2 separate regions of the Oryza sativa genome follow, and region 1 is linked to region 2. Evidence: chromatin contacts called from public ChIA-PET data. All regions are on one chromosome and are shown on one strand. Each heading gives the region's core, a stretch centred on a gene start, on an enhancer-like site or on the middle of the called end of the contact. The rest is flanking DNA. Distances are from core to core; before and after follow the strand shown.

What was found. ChIA-PET counts read pairs in DNA pulled down with a chosen protein or histone mark.
Region 1: an H3K9ac ChIA-PET map of seedling shows a contact between it and region 2, with 4 times the contacts expected there. The contact joins the promoter of LOC136351045 here to the promoter of LOC4337482 in region 2. A contact is called at or near these places in 3 of 4 datasets of contacts at active chromatin or transcription factors (leaf and seedling).

What each region holds. Positions count from the first base shown.
Region 1 is chr4:35,740,081-35,746,110 of ASM3414082v1, reverse strand. It overlaps LOC136351045 (cationic peroxidase SPC4-like), which reads left to right and starts at 1,634. Exons shown (of 2, transcript XM_015780057.3): 1 at 1,634-2,037; 2 at 2,128-3,233. The coding sequence starts at 1,810. The coding sequence ends at 2,907.
Region 2 is chr4:35,706,908-35,712,054 of ASM3414082v1, reverse strand. It overlaps LOC4337482 (peroxidase 12), which reads left to right and starts at 2,685. Exons shown (of 3, transcript XM_015780055.3): 1 at 2,685-2,979; 2 at 3,134-3,319; 3 at 3,415-4,270. The coding sequence starts at 2,743. The coding sequence ends at 4,032.

The DNA.
Region 1 (6,030 bases), core at 385-2,884, 35 kb before region 2:
ATCGTTCTGGGATCGTTTTTTCTTCTAAGTGGGCAAGGTCCTCCTTTTATATCTCAAGGGGATACCACATGCACCATCTCTCCCTCTCTTTCTTACTTGACTTCTCTTCATTAATGGACGGAGATTTGTATGGCTGCCGTCCGAATGACCTTCTGATGGGACGGCCCATACCTACCTCCACTTCCGCCGGAAGCAGGCGCGACGTGGGAACATGGCTGTCTGCTGACGACATGACCATTGTCTGACCGGTCACAAATCGGTCATTCTTGTCCACCACGTGTCAGTTTAACAATCTGCATGTTCGCCCTTCTTCATACAACATCTTGCCTGTAATGGTTAGGATGAAGCCTGGCATATATCTGACCGGAACCAACGTGCCATCTCCAGGAGCTAACACGCCGGTTCCGGCTAGGGACGAGTGCTTGGAGGCTCTCGTCCTGACGGGATGGGGCGAGGCGTGCGTCAGACCGCCTGTCGCCACCTAACCCACGATCTGACCGGTATATGACCGGTCACAGACCGGATAAACGAGCGCGCTGCACTGCGTTACATGCGGCGTGACGCGCTCGTCCAAACCGCAATAAATGCGGTTAGGTGAGCGCCGCTGCGCTCACCTAACCCATACACGCGGCGCAAAATCCACAAGGGGTCGGGGCGCCCCAGCCCTCGGGGCCGAGACGGGAGCGGTCCGACCCCTCGGGGAGACAAAGAGAAGGGCGGCCGTATCACCCTCGGGCCCGACCCCCCCGAGGGGGTTAGGCCACGTGGGTGATCGTGTCTGCCTCAAGTCTCTAAGTCATGATACTCCCGGTCCCATGTCACCGACAAATTGGATTCGGAATTGATCTCGACGATCGATCGCGGATTGAGATCTTGAGATGGCACGGACACTAGACAACAAGCAAAGAAACAAATTTCGCAATTAGGGTTTTTAAGAGATAATTTTCCCGCTAGGCGCCACGACGGAACGGGCGCTACATCTTATCTCTTCTTCCTCTGTCTCCTCCCTCATCCATCGAGCACCGAGCTCTGATATGGGCTCAACGAGGTGGCACCGGAGGAGATATACGCTTGGGTTCAATGAGCTAGCGATGCTAGGCAAGTCATCACCGAAAACAATTTGATGTACTTCGACATTCGCTGCAACTGCCGCTCGATGCCCTTCCACGATGACTTGGCCGCCACTGCCACACACTCGGCGGTGATGGCGTCAGTGAGCTCAAAGTTGACACGAGCTTAGCAGGGAAGCGAGGGCTAAAAAGAACGAGAGTGTTTGCGGTGAAGGGTGAGTGTAGAAGTAGGGACTGTTGATGCTGGTGTAGGGGAGCAGAGGTAGAGGCAGAGGCACATATAGTCAATGAGGCAGGCATGATGAAGGTAGAGGGAATATGGGGGAAGGGGGGGTGGTTGGCCGGTGCATCTCGTCGCCCCTGACCTGTGCATGTCTAGCTAGTAGATAAGATGGCGGCGACGCTTTCCATGATTCCCCGGAGTTAAGTCATTGTCACAAGTGATCGAAATCTAAAACATGGTGGATAAAGAGAGGAGGGAAATTAAGAGAAGGGGGCATGTGTAAAATGGATATTTCACATCAGTAGTCTGGCCTATCACATCACATAGACGAAAGTGGAAAGAAATCAGGGAAGCTTTTATTCTGGTGGGAAGAAAATGGAAAAAGAACCGTAAGAACGAAATTTAAAGAGCGACAAGTCGACAACTTATAAAAGCCACAAATAGTTGCCCAAATAAAGTAGTATAAACTTGAAAAAAAAATATTTATCAAGAGTGAGAGCAGAGAGCCAAATTAAGATGGCTGCAGCGAGGAGACTGCCCGTCCTGGAGCTGGTCTCCTTCGTCGCCGTCCTCCTTATCTCCTCACCAACAGCAGCAGCAGCCGAGTTGTCTGTGGACTTCCACGCGGCGTCGTGCCCGCCGCTGGAGGCCATCGTGCGCTCCTCAGTGCAAGCCGCGCTGCAGCAAGAGATCGCCCTCGCCGCCGGCCTCCTCCGCATCTTCTTCCACGACTGCCTCCCGCAGGCACGCACGCAAGAACATACTCCTATATTCGCACGTACGTACGAACAATAATGTTGTACTCAACTGAACATGCTGCATATGCATGTGCAGGGGTGCGATGCATCGGTGTATCTGAGGGGAGGCAGCAACTCAGAGCAGGGCATGGGCCCAAACCTGACGCTGCAGCCGCGGGCGCTGCAGCTCGTCGACGACATCCGCGCCAAGGTGCATGCAGCATGCGGCCCCACCGTCTCCTGCGCCGACATCTCCGCGCTCGCCACCCGTGACGCCGTCGTCGTCTCCGGGGGACCCTCGTACGCAGTGTCTCTCGGCCAAAAAGACAGCCTCGCCCCGGCCCCGGTGCGCCTCGTCAACCAACTCCCGGGCCCGGGCACCTCCAGCGTCCAGGCTCTCCTCGACAAATTCGGAAGCAAGGGCCTCAGAGAGGCCGCCGACCTGGTGGCGCTTTCCGGCGCCCACACCGTCGGGAGGGCGCACTGCGACTTCTTCCGTGACCGCGCCGCCCGCCAGGACGACACCTTCTCCAAGAAGCTGGCCGTGAACTGCACCAAGGACCCCAACCGGCTGCAGAATCTGGACGTCGTCACGCCCGACGCCTTCGACAACGCCTACTACGTCGCGCTCACCAGGAAGCAGGGGGTGTTCACCTCCGATATGGCGCTCATCAAGGACCGGATCACGGCGCCAATCGTCAGGCAGTTCGCCGCGGACAAGGCCGCATTCTTCAGGCAGTTCGCCAAGTCCATGGTCAAGCTCAGCCAGGTTCCGAGGACTGACAGGAACGTCGGCGAGATCCGCCGCAGCTGCTTCAGGACCAACGGACCACGCCTCGTCGACTTGGCCACCGGCGATGAGGCCGCTTCTCCTTGATATGGGTGGATCGATCGAGATCGTTGGCTCCGGCTGTACGACGACATGTCCACGGAGCGGCCCTCCATCCGTTGTTGATTAATTAGGGAGGTGGTTGACGTATATACGCTAGCTGATCCTGGTCTCGTTGGCCTGCACGAGTGCAGGCCTTGGCCCTTGGCTTTTGTTCGCTTAATTCGTTGTGTCCCTACCATAAGGGAGATAGCAGTGCGACCACCGCATTTGCTGCGCTTCCGTTGCCACCTGGACCAAGCTCCTCAAAGGATATATGCTTCACAGTAGTGCAAGTTATTTATTGTGGATCTCACTTGTAGATCCACTCCCACTTTTCATCTCCCCCTATATCCTCTCTGCCTTTCCCACCGCCGGAGGAAGACGAGGCGCCGGGTGAAGGAAACCGAGGTGACGGCGCTTGGCGGAGGAAGCTAAGGTATCGAGCGGAGACGGAGTCAGGCGGAGCGGCAGCAGCAGCTCAAGAAGTAGTGGCGCCGGGTGGAGGGAGCCGAGCCGTCGGGCCCATGCGGCGACGACACTAGGCGGAGCGGCGGCTAGATCCACCGGTGTACCACCCTTCCTCTCCTCCCCCAAAGCATCGGCGAGGTCGGCGGCACGGGTGTGGATCTGGAGGTGACGAGGGCGTCCCAAGCGACGAAGGCAACAGCTCGACGTCGGCGCCACCTCACCTTCTCTCCTCTTGACGCGACGCCGGCACAACTATATCAGGGGATGAAGAGGACAAGAACAACGGCAACGTTTATCCCCTCTCCCCACCTTTTTCACCCCTCCTTCGTCTGTGGCCACGGCGTTGTGTCGCCGGTGCGGTCTGAAGCGCTCCTCACCTCATCGCCCTCCTCCACTGTCCAATATGCTCGGCAGCGTGGAGCGCGGGGATGGCGACAAAGTGCCTCTCCTCGGTCCTCTCTCTCCCTTCCTTATGGTGCGGGGCATGAAATGTGGGATCCAAAGATGCAGATTTTGACGAGGTACCTGTGGTAACATTTGGCTCCGCGTTCTTCAGAGCAACAAAATAGTTCGACGTGTGGTGGAATCTCCAACCTATTTGGCTCGGGCTGAATGCCACGTCAATGCACTATGAAAGCCAATAATAAGATTGTTTTTCTTTGCTAGCGGTACTACCTCATAATTTCAATCTCGTACTACCTCCGTTTTCTAATATATAGCGATGTTAACTTTTTACATAATGTTTAATCATTGTTTTAGTTAAAAAAATTAATGAAATATATTCTCTTTTGTTAGGGCTTGATTTATCACTAAAGAAACTTTACTTATATTATTACAATTTGAAAAAAAATGAATAAAATTGTAGGATCGTAAAGGGCATTTCCTACCCTAAAAGCTAGTCGTTGAGGTGAGGGGCTCCCCCACTTATATCTTAGGTCCTTTGTCCTTCCATAACTAATGTGGGACTATTCAACAATCTGTCCCTTCACACATTGGTGTCCCTCAGCCTTTCACCGTATACGGGCCCCACAGGATAGGCCCACGGTCCATCAGGTATACGGGCCCCGCAGACACTCACGGTCCATCAGGCCTTCACACACTATGTCTATCGGGCTAGAGATGTTAAACTAGCCAGGCTCTGATACCACATGTAGGATCGTAAATAGCCTTTCCCACCCCAAAAGCTAGCCATTGAGGTGAGGGGTTTCCCCACTTATATCTTAGGTCATTTGCCATTTCACAGTCAATGTGGAACTATTCAACAAAGACGAATGGTTAAATTTTATAACAAAACTTAGCAGATTCATATATTGAAAAGCAGAGTGAGAATTTTCTTACCTCCCATCTTGAGAAATATTGTTAGTCCGTATAAATTATAAAGGACTCGACTAGAGATAGTCCGTTTGATATGATAAAAGAAATCGTTAAAACTGCTTCATCAGTTAATAGTTACTGAAAAAACAAACTTATACATTGTGAAACAAAATTTTCAGACAATAAAACATTTAGAATATAATAGCTGTAATAAAAGAGAACCAGCGTGATATACCAAACACCAAGACAAGTGGAATGCAATATTTAGAAATAAAATAAAGGAAATAAAACATTGTCAAATTTAAATTGAAACGTATAATTTCCTTCCACGTATGAAATAATTGGGTTACGTTCCAATGATTGAAAAATTGAAGAAAGTAATAACAACCAAAACTTAAAATAGTGAAACACAATCAAATCAAATCGAAACATTTCACTTCCAGTACATGATGAGGTAGTATTTTCAACTATTGAAATTAATGTCACAAAAACATTGCAAAATTGAGCATAGCAAATGTAGAGCCTTCTTCCGATCTGTTGAGACCACGGAAGTATAGCGTGGGCCGTTGGCCGTGGCGTCGTGACTAGGGCTCATGGCCGGTGCTTCGCGGTAGCTACTCCAGATCCTAGCATGGTGGGGGCAGCCGCCCACTAGTCAAGTGACGACCATATATAGGTGCTTTCTTGCGATCTTCTCACCGTACTAGCACACTCACAAAGTTATATAATTAATTAAAGTTTTACTGAGCTCCGTAACAATTAATTTTTGCTTCGCAAGAATTTCATCATTATGTCAACATTGAACGATAGAGACATGCGTACACTAATTTAATTAATACGGCCACAATCAAAATGGTTTTAGCATATACTATATGAGAGAGAGATGGATTAGCATAGGCATAGCAACAGTTATCTGTTAATGGCTGGATGCATATGCATGGTGGATCGATGGAGAGATGTGGCTAGGCTTGTCGGCTCAAAGCAAGTGGTGGCCGGAGCAGATAATACACATGGCGACACCGGCCTGTTAACTAATTTCCAGTTTTGCGGCCGGGCCCCCCTGATAGCTACAAGCTACATTGCGCCTCTTACTAGCTTCTAACATTTCGACCGACCCAAAAAATCAAGTACTACTAGCTCATATCCCTCATGAGTTGTCGCTGTTGCTTATATAGATGTACCATATGCATCGTACTACCACTATGGCATATTCACTCTGTAATTCAAAAATATAAATTACTTCTACATTTGTAATATTAAAATACGTATAGATTTTTAGTATTAAGATGTGTCACATCAAATAAAAAATATCTTATATTTTAGGATGGAAGAAGCAACTATTGCTAG
Region 2 (5,147 bases), core at 1,436-3,935:
AATTTAAACTTGTATGTTTGTGTACTATCTTCATAATATATCTTAAGCTTTGCTGAATTAGGTGACGGTGGCAATAGAGAAAGGTTAGAGAGGCGGTAAGGACAGGTTTTGAGGGAAGGCCTCGGTGATGGAGGACCGGTGGTGGACAAGAATAGGAGGTAGGTAGCAAGGAGGGCGCCATATTAGCGGATCTCTTAGATGCCACTATGGTGTGGACTGGGTAGAGAGAGACGGCGTAGATGGAGGAGCGTAACTATTTGGACGAGTGGCCGGTGGCGGTGGGATTGTGTTGGGAGGATAGGAATGGGTTTGGTTGGTGTGTGCACGAAGCTCAATGGCATAAAATCGACTGATTCATTTGAAGAAACTCGGTCGCATGAAGGGCTTGCTTTTTTGGCTTTGCCGATTTGATTGGAGGTCATAGATATACCGAAATTTCTGAAATTCTATTCAAATTTTTAAACAAATATTATCAAAATTCATGAAAAATTAAAAAAAAGATGAAAAAATTTGCCGAAATAGTATCGTATCGGAGGGGTCTGAAATTTCAGAAATTTCAGCCCGAAATTTCCAGCCCTGGTCACATGATAGATAGACATCCTCTGTTTTTGGACTTTTCAAAGTCAATAAGATATATCTTTAGCCGCTTAATTCTTTGAAACATATCCAAATTACACTATTGTAACATTATGGAACCTTAACAAACATGGCTATATCATTCTCATATGCATAAAATTTACATTCTACATGTATGGATTCTAGAACAACATTCTTTTGTGGTTAGAGGGGTACAATATATTTGAATGCCAAAGTCTAAAAGCTATTTTGCTTTATATATATCCTTCATGTTACATATAATTTAGATTTTATATATGTACAGTCAGCTGCATGCGAATTCTATGCTTCAATTTTATCTAGCAAATCAGTTGACAGATAAATTAAATGCTCCATTTATTTCCCTATCGATTGCATCACTGAAAGTCACTTTACCCCTTAACAAATCTAGTCATTTTGGACTTGCAGCCACTAGCTATGTACTCCATGTCATCGCCGGATGGTGTCGTCTTGTAGCCACACCCCGGGTGGGGTCGGCAAAATCCACTGGTATGCATGATTGGAAAATTGTGGGTGTTTCCACAAGCCTAGAGTCATTGTAACCGTAATTTACATTAGCAATAGTACTCATCGTTGGTCACCAACTACAATTCTAGTGGACAGATGCACATGCCTGTTTGCAGAAAATGCCGGGAAACAACAACTTGACTTTTGGGTAGGAACGCATGCATCCAGCATCCTCTTGACTGACCAGATCGATTCACAGCATCTGGATTTACTAGTACAGAAAAGCACGTGTCCACGGAAAAAAATTGATACATTTGCCTAGCATGTGGGCATGTGGCAGGCACAATCCGGAAGACACTCCCTAAAGGCAAAGGATTCCATGGCGACCAAAGCCTCCTTGCAACAAACTCCCTCCGTCCTTAAAAAAAAATAGTACGTTTAGTTCACATTAAAATTAAAAATTCGGTTAAAATTGAAACGATGTGATAAAAAAGTTGAAAATTTGTGTGTAGGAAAATTTTGACGTGATGAAAAAGTTAAAAGTTTAAAGAAAAACTTTGGATCTAAACTCGGCTATAATATGGTATTGAATGAGATATTTTTTAGTACAACAAATCTATATTGAGCTTTGTACAGATTCGTTATAAAAACATCTCATCTAATACTAAATTGTTTTATTTTGGGACGGATGGAGCACACTATATATTGCACATCGTTTTATTGGTTGTTTTCCATTGATTTTTTTCCTCTCTGGACTGCTTTGTAGTTTGTACCACTAACTGGCTCGTGAAGCTTTAAAAAGAAGGAAAGAAAAGAAATGGGAATTGGGAGGTGTCTAATTGGTGGGGGCGTGCAACCGTAAGATAGAGATATCAAGCGCAATTAATTGCACCATCACCACTTGCTAATTGGATTTCTTTTCATACACTAGACCACTTGCTAATTAATTGATCAACATCATGGCCCACTGCAACGTTCTTCTTGCAATCTGGAGTCTTAAGATCCGAGAATCCATGCTGAAAAAAATATTTTATTAGTGTGACGACTGACATGTTTGAAACTATTAGAATTTGATTTATAAAATTGATATAATTAGATTTTTCGTTACAAAATCTGTTCATACAAATATAATCTTTGTATGATCTTGATGCAAAGTTATTAAATGGATTAGCCCAAGTCGTATTCTGGAAACCACAAGAAAATACAAAAATGTGAGGTTTAAAATAACAGAGGCAGTATTATTGTACAACACAAATTAAAGATGTGATGGTAACTAAAAGAAATGAGTCTAGCTGGTCAGCTTTATCTTTGTGAAAAAGTCAGCTTTATTTTTCTTTGAATATAGTTAACATACTGCAAGGTTAGGTGGTGATATATTAATTATTGATCTCTGCCTTTGATGTAGGCATATGCCTGCCTCCTGTGGATCAGATCGGGCTTGGACATAACAATTAATTAGAAACAGCAAACTGACATCTTGATAATGTGCTGGCTTGAGCAATCAAGCCACAATCCTAGACCAACATACTATGCACGTAGTAGGAGTATACATTATATTCCACTTTTCCACAAGATAGGGTCCAGTCCAGTATATATATAGGGCATGGAGAGATGGACCATTTGCAGGAGGCAGAGGTCGAGCTGAGAGTGATCGATCTTTGTTAGCTAGAGTGTTGAGCAATGGCGTCCAAGCTGGGTATGGTTGTGCTACTGATCTCGGGCCTCTTTGCTGCCCGTTGCGCGGCCGTGGTGACCACCGGCGAACCCGTCGTCGCCGGCCTCTCCTGGGGGTTCTATGACACGTCGTGCCCGTCGGTGGAGGGCATCGTGAGGTGGCACGTCACCGAGGCCCTCCGCCGCGACATCGGCATCGCCGCCGGCCTCGTCCGCATCTTCTTCCACGACTGCTTCCCGCAGGCACGTCCTACTACCATTTTACTCCAGTAGTTGCCGGTTCGGTTGATGCATGGTGCCTCCTTCTTACAGATGGCAATACATAAAAAAAAAACAAATTAAATACCGAGTTTTAGTAACTACAGTAGTATATTAACATAATTAATTAAGTGTTCAGGGGTGCGACGCGTCGGTCCTCCTGACGGGTTCCCAAAGCGAGCTGGGTGAGATACCCAACCAGACGCTGCGGCCGTCGGCGCTGAAGCTCATCGAGGACATCCGCGCCGCCGTACACTCCGCCTGCGGCGCCAAGGTGTCCTGCGCCGACATCACCACGCTCGCCACGCGTGACGCCATCGTCGCCGTACGTCTAATTCTTAATTAATAATGAACAGTCGGGATTTTTACTCAAGAACTGAACAAATTAACATATTTAATTTAATTACATTTACATGGCAGTCCGGCGGGCCCTACTTCGACGTGCCTCTGGGGCGGCGCGACGGGCTGGCACCGGCGTCGAGCGACAAGGTGGGCCTCCTGCCGGCGCCCTTCTTCGACGTGCCCACGCTCATCCAGGCGTTCAAGGACCGAAACCTGGACAAGACGGACCTGGTGGCGCTGTCCGGCGCGCACACCATCGGACTAGGCCACTGCGGCAGCTTCAACGACCGCTTCGATGGCTCCAAGCCCATCATGGACCCTGTGCTGGTGAAGAAGCTGCAGGCCAAGTGCGCCAAGGACGTGCCGGTGAACTCGGTCACGCAGGAGCTGGACGTCCGCACGCCCAACGCCTTCGACAACAAGTACTACTTCGACCTCATCGCCAAGCAGGGGATCTTCAAGTCCGACCAGGGCCTCATCGAGGACGCGCAGACCAACCGCACCGCCGTCCGCTTCGCCCTCAACCAGGCCGCCTTCTTCGACCAGTTCGCACGCTCCATGGTCAAGATGAGCCAGATGGACGTCCTCACCGGCAACGCCGGCGAGATCCGCAACAACTGCGCCGCTCCCAACCGCCGCTCCTCCGACCTCCTCAACGCTGCCGACGACGACCAAGGCTTCGCCGCCGACGCCTAATTAACTTATGGAGTAATTAGTGATCGTTTTATGTTTATGTTTTGTGCTAGTAATAATAATTAAGAGGATGCCATCTGCGCGTGGTGTTTGGTTTCCATGCATTCTCTGCTTAGTTAGAATGGTTTTGCTTCATAAAAAGTAAAGTTACTACTCGATTCCTCGGTCGGGACAGAGTAACTGCATGTCAAATGTATCATCATCATCAGTTAGTGCTACATCATCACAACTGTCTTTGTCACAGCATAAACCCAAAATTAATGTTTCCATCGTTCGGCATAGCACGACACTTAATCAGATAAAAACAAAACAAAGTGTAGTTTATTAAATTGCACAGCGCTGGCACAGGACCGGGAAGCATACGTGACACGAGTACGACTACTCAGAAGTCACTCACCCACCGGAGTTAAAGTGCATAACTAGATGCTCTGAATCTGGGACAAAAGGTAGATTGGTCAAAGTCGTCCACGTTTGCACACCATCACTAGTGTACACCAACGATGATCATGTGAATGTTTTGGGACAAAGGAATCCAATAACTCAGCAAATAAAAGCGCAACAAAACAATCAGCCTTAGTTCATTAAGATATTACTACTACTTTGGAGCAGATTTTACAACGTGCTAGCATTAGAAAAGAGAGGTAGAAGTAGCCAGTATATAGCATTGGAAATAAACAAATGGAAAGGTTTATATATACTATACTACTGTATATATAAACCTTAAGAAAGACGGGTAGTACATTCTGCATCTGGATCTTGGATGACACCTCCTGATGATTGGCCCGCAGCATGGTGGAGACTGGAGAGCTTGACCAGCACAATCATATCAACCACGCCAAGAACAGAACCCCAGGATACGAGGATACTCAGACGGGCTTCGTTTGGGCCTCCAAAATTATAGCACTTCAGTCAATGGGCCAGGCAGCACAGCCTATAATATATCACTCTTCTTTTTCCCTGCTGCCTCTACTGTATGAATATTACTCTCACTTTCAAGTTTCACACTTTCACTTTCTTTTCTTTTCTTGCATCAATCACCACCATTTTTTCTCACGATAAAATTGCTCTCGTCCTAGCCTGTTACCATTAGATTGATCTCTGGTACTGCACAAGAGACA